3 separate regions of the Mus musculus genome follow, and all the other regions are linked to region 3. The links are chromatin contacts, called in public Hi-C and promoter capture Hi-C maps. All regions are on one chromosome and are shown on one strand. The core of a region is the stretch at or near the end of the contact, and the rest is flanking DNA. Distances in the headings are between cores, read along the strand shown. Region 1 holds the start of Akap11 (A kinase (PRKA) anchor protein 11). Region 2 holds the start of Med4 (mediator complex subunit 4). Region 3 holds the start of Gtf2f2 (general transcription factor IIF, polypeptide 2).

Region 1 (2,700 bases), core at 4-2,503, 2.5 Mb after region 3:
GAATTCAGAGGCTTGAGAAGGCTAGCAAATCTCTCACTACAGTTCTGGGCCTCCAACTTCAGAATCTTCAACAACTGAGAAACATCACTGGGCACAGAGTATATACTGCCAATTCCTTTCCAGGCAGATCAGTTGAGCAGTTCTGTAGCTATCTACATTAGCCACAGCTCAGCTTATAAACCCACGTCTTCCCCAATTCCCTCATATCCCTTCATCCCTCATAAGTCAGTTACTAACTACACAACTAATTGCTTAATTTACTGCCAACCTATGATTCACAATCCTGCCTGGAAAACACAATCAAGTATGAATAACCAGGTTATTCCTTGAAAAAAATGCTTCTATAGTTTGAAAGATTAGGTGGGACTATTGAAAATGACATCAATCATACTAGGCTGCCTTTTACCAGCACACACACCAACACATACACACACACACACCAAGCAAACACAAAGACATTAAAACAAAATCACCTTTGCATGAATAAATACTCCATCTTTCCTGATGCCCTTATTTTATATATTTTCATACATAACAAAATTGAGTACCAATATAAATAACACTGCTAACAAGGTGAGAAAGATGCAAAGGAAAACAAGCGATTTAGAAGCAAATGGATAATCACAAGGCTATAAAAGAACTGCGAATATTAACTCCAGTATGCGCCAAGGCCATTAGCGATGTGTCTCAGCAGTATTGCTCACCGCAAAATGCCTTAATGCCTAAAGCTAAGCCACCTCCAACTAATAGGGTTTTTTTTTCTTTTCTTTTCTTTTTAAAGACCGTAGGCAGAGCTAAAGGACTGTCACCAAGCTATACCAGGGGTTTAGACTGTACTGTCACTGTGGTCTGGCCAGCCCATTTTCTATTTGATAGCGCAATTCGGATGCTTGGCCAGCCTGGAGGCGACGTGACAGCGATGCAAACAGCGGCATCTGGGGTTAGGGCAGCGCCGGGGACCTGGGTTCGGACGCTGACAGGGAAGGATGCTGCTGCGGAGGACAAAGTGCACCGTCCTCCCGCCCGCGCCCCACGCAGCGAGGCCACGGCGCCCGGCCGCAGTCTGGACCCGGCCCTCTGGCTCCCGGTTCCCTGCCCCGCTCACCAGGCGGCACAGCCTCTCAGCTCCCGGGCATGTCAGCCTCCCGTCACGGCCCGCAACGCCCGGTGGCGCGAGCCGCAGCGCAGCGGCGCTCCCCCTCGCCCGCCCCAGCCCGCGACGCCACCGCCGCCGCCTCCCCACGCCGCCCACTCACTCTCGCGAGAGCCGTCGCACCTCTCGCGAGAACGACCCCGTGGCCGAGCCCGCGCAAAAGGAACAAGGGGTGGGGGGAAAATATCTTCCCACGTGCTCTGGAGGGCAAAGCTGCGGGTCGCCCGTCACGTGACGCGGAGGCGCCCTCTCCATTGGCCAGGCGGCCCTCGGCCCGTGGGAGCTTTAAACCTCGAGCTGACCTACGAACTCTCGGCTGACGTCTTGCGCGCTTCCTGGTGCGTTGCCTTGGGAACGGCTTAACCCTTTCCTCTGGCAAGCGCCCGAGCCCAGGATGCTGGCATCCCATCCGCCACCCTTAGACCTTCCTGGGGCTGGTTTCCCACAGCCAGTGGCAGCCCACGACATCAGGGGTCCAGACACAGCCCATCCTTCAGAATGGGTCTGCCCGGTTCCCAACATCATCAGGGGAAACCACTGAGGAAGCCTTGGGCCCAATCGGAACCTCTGGAGTCAGTCTAAAGGGCAGTGCACTTCCCAACCCCACGGGCCATTGAAATTGGAAAATAAGGCTTTGACCACCAAGAAGCCTAGCCTTGGGTGACAAGCTGTGTGATTCCTGTTTAAATCAGAGGAATCGGTGCAGTCATGTTGCATGGTCTCCTCAAGGACATACGGTCCTCAAACTGGCCGAGAGATGAGAAGGACATTTTGAAGTAGATGCTCCTTATTTGTTTTATCCTCTTTAGGGGAGAGAGACAAGAAAGAGTACAGTCATATCTTCGTTCTCTTCAACAGCTTTTGGCTGCTTTCCTTACACGTTTTAGGCATAATTCCAGGTTGTCTATTGAACACTATGAAGACAAATAGATTAGGTTGTTGAGAGCTGGGGCCGGGTTGGGGGAGGGGGTGGATATCTGTAGGTGTTAACTCGCAGATTATCATCATCTGATGGTGGTGGTTACAATTGGGCCACTGCTTGGGGGTGGTGCCCTTGTGGGAGGAAAGATTCAGGCAGTGATTTGGATAGCAGCCCTACATCGCTAGCAGAAAGTAGAATAATTCACAAGCCCCAAATCCGGATCTAATCTAGCACATTTGAATAACAAGAAATAAACTTGGGATGATAATAGAGGCTAGATCCCTTACTGCTTCATCAACCAAGAAAAGAACTGGGAGTTTAGTCTACAATGAAAAGCTTTGACCTCTTAAAGGGGGGAACAATAACAATTAGTTTAAAAAAAAAAACAAAAAACTAGTAAGCTCTTCCCTGTAGAGAGTGAATTTTACGGAAGCTGAAACAACAAGGAACTCGTCCAGGTAAAAGACAATCCTGTGAGAACCAATTTCCAATGACCTTGACAGTCTCCAAAATGTGTTAAGTCAGAGCCCTAAGCGCTGGCTGCTGACTTGTATTTAAAATATGTAGATTTTTTTTTTTTTTTATCATTTTGTTGTTTTAAACTACTTGAGAAGCGAATGGCCTG
Region 2 (2,739 bases), core at 202-2,701, 2.5 Mb before region 3:
CTCAGGACCTTTGGAAGAGCAGTTAGTGCTCTTAACCTCTGAGCCATCTCTCTAGCCCTACACTATTTTCTTGAATGACAGTTTACACTATTGATTCATTCATTTCAACAGTCACCTTGAATAAAGAGCAGAGCAGTTTGTTGGAAGATATACAGGCCTAAAGATGAGTTCCGAAAACCAAGAAGGTAACCCAGCTAAATGCCATCTGATAGGGGGTACGGTTAGCACATACAGGAAGTATTATTCAGACTTCAAGGGAGGGGTATTCTGGCACCTATTCCAATGTACATGAACCATGATAGCATTATGCTAAATGAATCAGCCTGCTATAGGGGCTCAGCATTCAGTAGGCTGTAATGAGAAAGTGAGTTCCTTCTTAGTTTAGGACTAGTTTACACAACAAGATTCGGTCTGAAAAGAAGGAAAGAAAGAAAGAAAGAAAGAAAGAAAGAAAGAAAGAAAGCAAGCCAACCAAACAAAGCCCAAATCCCCCAAAACCAAAAAATAATAACAAGCAAACCCCCAAGCCCCAAACTAGAACATGTGATTCTACTCATTCAAAATGCATAGAATAGCCAGACAAACAGAAAGTACAGTGTGGTTTTCAGGAACGGGAAGTCAGACCTTCATGAGCACACCTTTTTTACATTTTACAAGTTGAAGAGTTTTGGGGATGTTATTTAGCCGCAATTTTTTGTTTGTTTGTTTTGTTTTGAGACGAGGTTTCTCTGTGTAACCCTGGCTGTCCTGGAAGTCACTCTGTGACCAGGCTAGTCTCTAACTCAGGAGATCTGCCTGCCTCTGCTTCCTTGAGTGTTGGGATTAAAGGCATGCCTCACAACTGCCTTGCTTAACAGCAATTTAGTGGCAGTGAACCCTACACATACAATGGTTAAGATACTGAATTTTAGTAGCGGGGCATGGTGGTACACCCCTTTAACCCCAGGACTCGAGATGCAGGCAGATCTCTTGAGTTCGAGACCAGCCTGGTCTATAGGCCAATTATATGTATTTTGCTACCAAACAACGGAATGGGGAGGGAAGAAAAGATTTTACTTCCTGCTCTAAGTTTACTACAACTTCACGAGAGACCAAACTTGATGGCTGGGATTTTATCGGAATACAGACAAAATAGAAGTTAATAATTATGTAATTTCCCCAGTTTAAAAAAAAAATCTTTTGTTAGAAGCCTTCCACTGATGCTGAGGAAATAAAACCCAGGAGACTGGGAACTGCATCTCTCATCCTGGGTCCGGTTGGAGCATGTCAGATTGGAACGAGTCACAAGCCCTCCTTTGCCCTGTAGATGGCGCTAGAACTGTAGTGCACCTCCAGGCACATAGGCGGCGCTCTAGCCGGACCTCTCCGTCCCGACCTCTATTACTCTTCTTTCCTTCTTCCGGTTCCGCCCCTCCTGTGGCTAGCTCACACTGCGCATGCGACGGCTGGTGGTCAGCGGGGCGATGGCGGCTTCTTCAAGTGGTGAGAAGGAAAAGGAGCGGATGGGAGGCGTTTCGGGAATGGCCGGCCTTGGCAGTACGCGAGAGCGGCTTCTGTCTGCGCTGGAAGATCTGGAGGTCTTGTCGAGGTAACCGCGGCCCGGGAGCCTGCTCCGGCCGGCTCGGCTGTGGGCGCTGACTTGGGTAGGCGGGCTTGGGAGGCTCCGTTGGACGTGGGGTCTAGGGCCTTCGGGGGCTTTGGGCCGCATTTCCCCGCCAAGGGGACATCTCAGTCACATGACCTGGAAACCAAGGCAGTCAAAACTTTAGTAGCCGGTAAGAGGGGCAGATCCGAGCCCCCTCAGTCATTGACACGCAACAGACATTTAAAAGCACGCTTCCCCCCAGTAGTCAAGGGGAGGCTAGATGCCAACACGAAGGAGCCCAGGGTGACAGGAGAGACAAATGTGTTAAAACGCTATGGACCAGATTTCTAAGGGTTGAGCCGCAGCCTCCTGCAGTCCACCGATGGGATTCCTATTCTGGTGGTAGCAGGGCACACGTCCCCAAGAAATGGGCTGCTAGTCAAATCAGATTTGTTAGGCGTCTGATAGATAGCCCATCATCTGAAAAAGCCTGGAAACATCAGGCAGGGCACAGTGGGGTTGGCTGGTGTGTGGCCGAGATAGAGTAAATTGGATGTCACACTCCACATCGTCGTGATAGTCTTAAATCTATCAGTTGAAGTCTTATCAAGGGAAGGCAGCCATGGCCACCGTCTTACAAGAAAACATAATTTACACAAATGGCAGCACTATTGGCCTACAGACCTACATAGTTGAGTCAGGAGGTTTTCTTGTAAATCACAGCTGAGTCTTTATCACGTGCAGTTAGCCAGCGAATGCTGAAGTGTTTGTAGTCACCATGAGAGTCCAGCATGTTAGGAGGACCATAAACCCAACAATCGGTTGGGGCAGGGAGCAATTTAAACAGTTTCTTTTGTGTTTCTACTGTGTTATGAAAAGGTTTCACTAGATATCTGAGGCTGGTCTGAGTCCTCCCAAACACTGAGTTTACAGGCAAGTATCACCATACCGTGATGGGTGTTTTTCTTTTAGGGAACTCATAGAAATGCTTGCAATTTCAAGAAATCAGAAGCTATTACAGCTGGAAGAGGAAAACCAGGTAAACTTTTTGTTGTTGTTTGTTTGTTTTTTATTAAAAAGTTATTAATGCCGGGCAGTGGTGGCTCGCACCTTCAATCCCACCACTTGTGGGGGAGTGGCAGGTGGATCTCTGA
Region 3 (2,887 bases), core at 276-2,775:
TACCTCCCAGAGAAGTCACATTATAAATCCACCAACAGAGTAACTAATCCCTTAATTAGATCATAGCCCTGTGACCTACTTTGCCTCCAGAAACAGCACCAGAAACACCCAGAGGTGTGTTTCATTAATCGCCCGCCGATGAAACTGACAGGACTAACTCCTACCCACTTTAGTTTGTGTCTCTTTGACATACAGCCTTTTCTTTTTCTTTTTGGTTTTTCGAGACAGGGTTTCTCTGTATAGCTCTGGCTGTCCTGGAACTCACTCACCTGCCTCTCCCTCCCGAGTGCTGGAATTAAAGGCGTGTGCCTTTTCAATTTCTTATATTCATCACATATTGGAAAAGTAATATGTGCCAAACACTAATCAAAGTGCAAAGAAAGTGACTTGGGGGTAGGGGCATCAACAATAGATACAGACAGGTACAAAGGAGCACTAGAAACTGTTCAGGGGTTTGAAGAACTTAACATAGTCTGCTGTGCTGGCAAACGACGAGAGCTGTTTCAGAGAAAAGGACAGGAAGAAACACTTTGTCTTGATGAGAACTCAGCCATGGACTTAAAACACTCATTACAAAGATAAACCATTTAAAAAACAAGTTTGGGAAACTTTCATGATCCCATTTAAATATGGTTTTTCAGAATGAGATTCCCCACAGAGCCTCCCACCCCATATAAAAAAAAGTGACCCGAATAGATGGCGACCACTGGGGCAAACGAGGTCTGCCGCATGACCACTTAAAACATTTACTGCTGGTTGGTTTCATGAATCCTAAACTCGCTCTTTAAAAACACGAAGTCAACAACTTCTCTTTGAATTCAGAACTTCTAGGTCTTTCGAAGGCTCCAATTGAATTACCAACCCAGGCAACACTAGCCGTGTAAAGCGACAGGAGTCTACATGGCGAGTTCCAGGCTAGCCAAGTCTACACAGAGAGATTGTTTCAAAACAACAGAGTACACAGGGACCAGCTCCACTTTGTGGTCCAGAAAACTGTACGGAATATCTATTCAAGTAATTTATACACGTTCATAACTAAAGTTAACCTTACCAAAAAGAAAACCGCAAGGACTTTTCCGACCTGGGGTAAATGTACTGCCCACTCGGGGACCACCGGGTCAGGACTCCAGGAAGGCCAGGTCTTGGCGGTAAAGAGAGTTAGTTCCATGGTGGGCGGATGAAATTGAGAGACGGCCTGAAAGACGCCCTGTGTCCCCTAAAGTAACTTCTCCAACCTGCAAACGGACGCAACAGCGACCCGCTTCTCAGAACAGCGGTGGCCCGAGCAAGACGGACCCAGAACTTTCGGAAGCGCCCCGCGGGGCTCGCGTCTCACTCACCTTGACCAGCCACACGCCGGTGTTCTGTTTGGCGCCCGTCAGATCGAGTTCCCCGCGCTCCGCCATGAGCTTGTCGCGTGAGGAGGCGTGCAGTGCGCGCACAAGCAGTGGTCCCGGCGCTGAAAGGCAGAGAGCGACAGTCCAGAGCCGGCCAAGGGAGTAAGTAGACCGCGAAAAGCCGGCGTCGCACACAGCCCGGGAACCAGGAACTTAGATGAGAAGAACACGCCGCCGAATGAAGAACTGCGCCTGCGCACGACTACGTCAGGACAGCGCGCCGAGAGGGACAAACTTCCTGCTCCGGCAATTTCCTAGATGGGCGTGACTCCCGGCAACGTGCAATCTTGGGATTCGAGTGCTGGGAAAGGAAGAGCCTAATCCTGAACCGTGCGTTTACAGCAAAGGTGACAAAGTGGAAAGATTAAGGTTTAGACAGACAAAAGCTGTGTGTATTTATACCCAACCCTAGATAAAGAAGCTAGGCATTTTAAGGACAGACTTGGGGGTAAAAAAAGTCACTTTCTTGGCCCAATTAACATTGGCACAAGTGGGCACTAGAGTACAAGTGAGTATGCTGGACACATGCCTTTTCGAGGCATAAAAATCAATTCACACCGTGCAAGCAGCATACACTCTTTCAGACGCCGAAACCTGAATGCCATCTAATTGAGTTGGTAAGACCCACCATGTAAGAAACAGATCTGATTATCCAACTGCCCTGCTTAAACAGTTTCCGGTTGCAGGATATTGGATCACATTATGAGCCCTGAGATTGTGAACTGGAAGAATCTGTTAATAACTGTGGCTCAGCCTTTGATCCTAGAACTTTCTGTTTACTGTAAACAAGTATAGGTAGCCTGGCTCACCCCTACCTAGCGCGCACATTAATCCAAGAGCTAAATAAAGTCAACCCTAGATCAGGCGGCAGAGCAAGTAGCCAGCTGACAAGAGAGTGAACATGAGCAAGAGAAAGGAGAGAGTTTGAGGTGAAGGGTATTTAAGAGTGCATGAAGGAGAAGGGGCTTTTCCTTCTGAGAAGTCGGTGGAGTGGGAAGGTCAGCTGAGTACTTTTTCTGCCTCTCAGAGTTAGCAGGCTTTCACCGCAGCTTCTAGCTCCTGAGTCTTCATTTGGTAATTTCCTCCCCCACTTGCCTTTGGAATGAAATTCTACCCTGTGCTTCAACTGAGTCCTTTGGGTTTGATCCTTCCTATACTCTCTGTTCCACACAGGATTCCACACCAAGCCCATCCACCTGCTTGAAGACTCCAGGACCTTCCTCTTACCATTTCAGAGCCTCTTTCAAACCAATTCCTGTGCCTTAGATGCCCTGCTTTCCCTGATCTTTACACTGGCCCTGTCCTTTGGCAAACTTCTACTTATAAACACAGACAAGTGGAAATGAAATAAAGACCACACAGAAAAGAGAGTCCCCCTAGATAAAGTTCTGTTTCCCCATATGATAGTGTGTGATGCTTAACGCTGTACCATGAGAGGCGTGTTTATCTTTGTTTTCTACACTACTGACTGAACTCCTAGACAAAAGTAC

What was found. Promoter capture Hi-C pulls out the DNA fragments that hold promoters and counts their contacts. Hi-C and Micro-C count contacts between places; a contact is called where the count stands out from the background.
Region 1: a promoter capture Hi-C map of pre-B cells shows a contact between it and region 3, with 2.2 times the contacts expected there. The contact joins the promoter of Akap11 here to the promoter of Gtf2f2 in region 3. A contact is called at or near these places in 1 of 39 promoter capture datasets (pre-B cells) and 1 of 115 datasets of contacts at active chromatin or transcription factors (astrocytes).
Region 2: a contact with region 3 is called in a Hi-C map of CD4 T cells, with 4 times the contacts expected there. The contact joins the promoter of Med4 here to the promoter of Gtf2f2 in region 3.

The regions. Positions count from the first base shown.
Region 1 is chr14:78,535,607-78,538,306 of GRCm38.p6, forward strand. It overlaps Akap11 (A kinase (PRKA) anchor protein 11), which reads right to left and starts at 1,254. Exons shown (of 12, transcript NM_001164503.1): 1 at 1,106-1,254.
Region 2 is chr14:73,508,598-73,511,336 of GRCm38.p6, forward strand. It overlaps Med4 (mediator complex subunit 4), which reads left to right and starts at 1,452. Exons shown (of 7, transcript NM_026119.3): 1 at 1,452-1,588; 2 at 2,558-2,624. The coding sequence starts at 1,464.
Region 3 is chr14:76,009,340-76,012,226 of GRCm38.p6, forward strand. It overlaps Gtf2f2 (general transcription factor IIF, polypeptide 2), which reads right to left and starts at 1,526. Exons shown (of 8, transcript NM_026816.3): 1 at 1,341-1,526. The coding sequence starts at 1,406. It overlaps Gm36429 (a long non-coding RNA gene), which reads left to right and starts at 1,407. Exons shown (of 2, transcript XR_383601.2): 1 at 1,407-1,744; 2 at 2,571-2,773.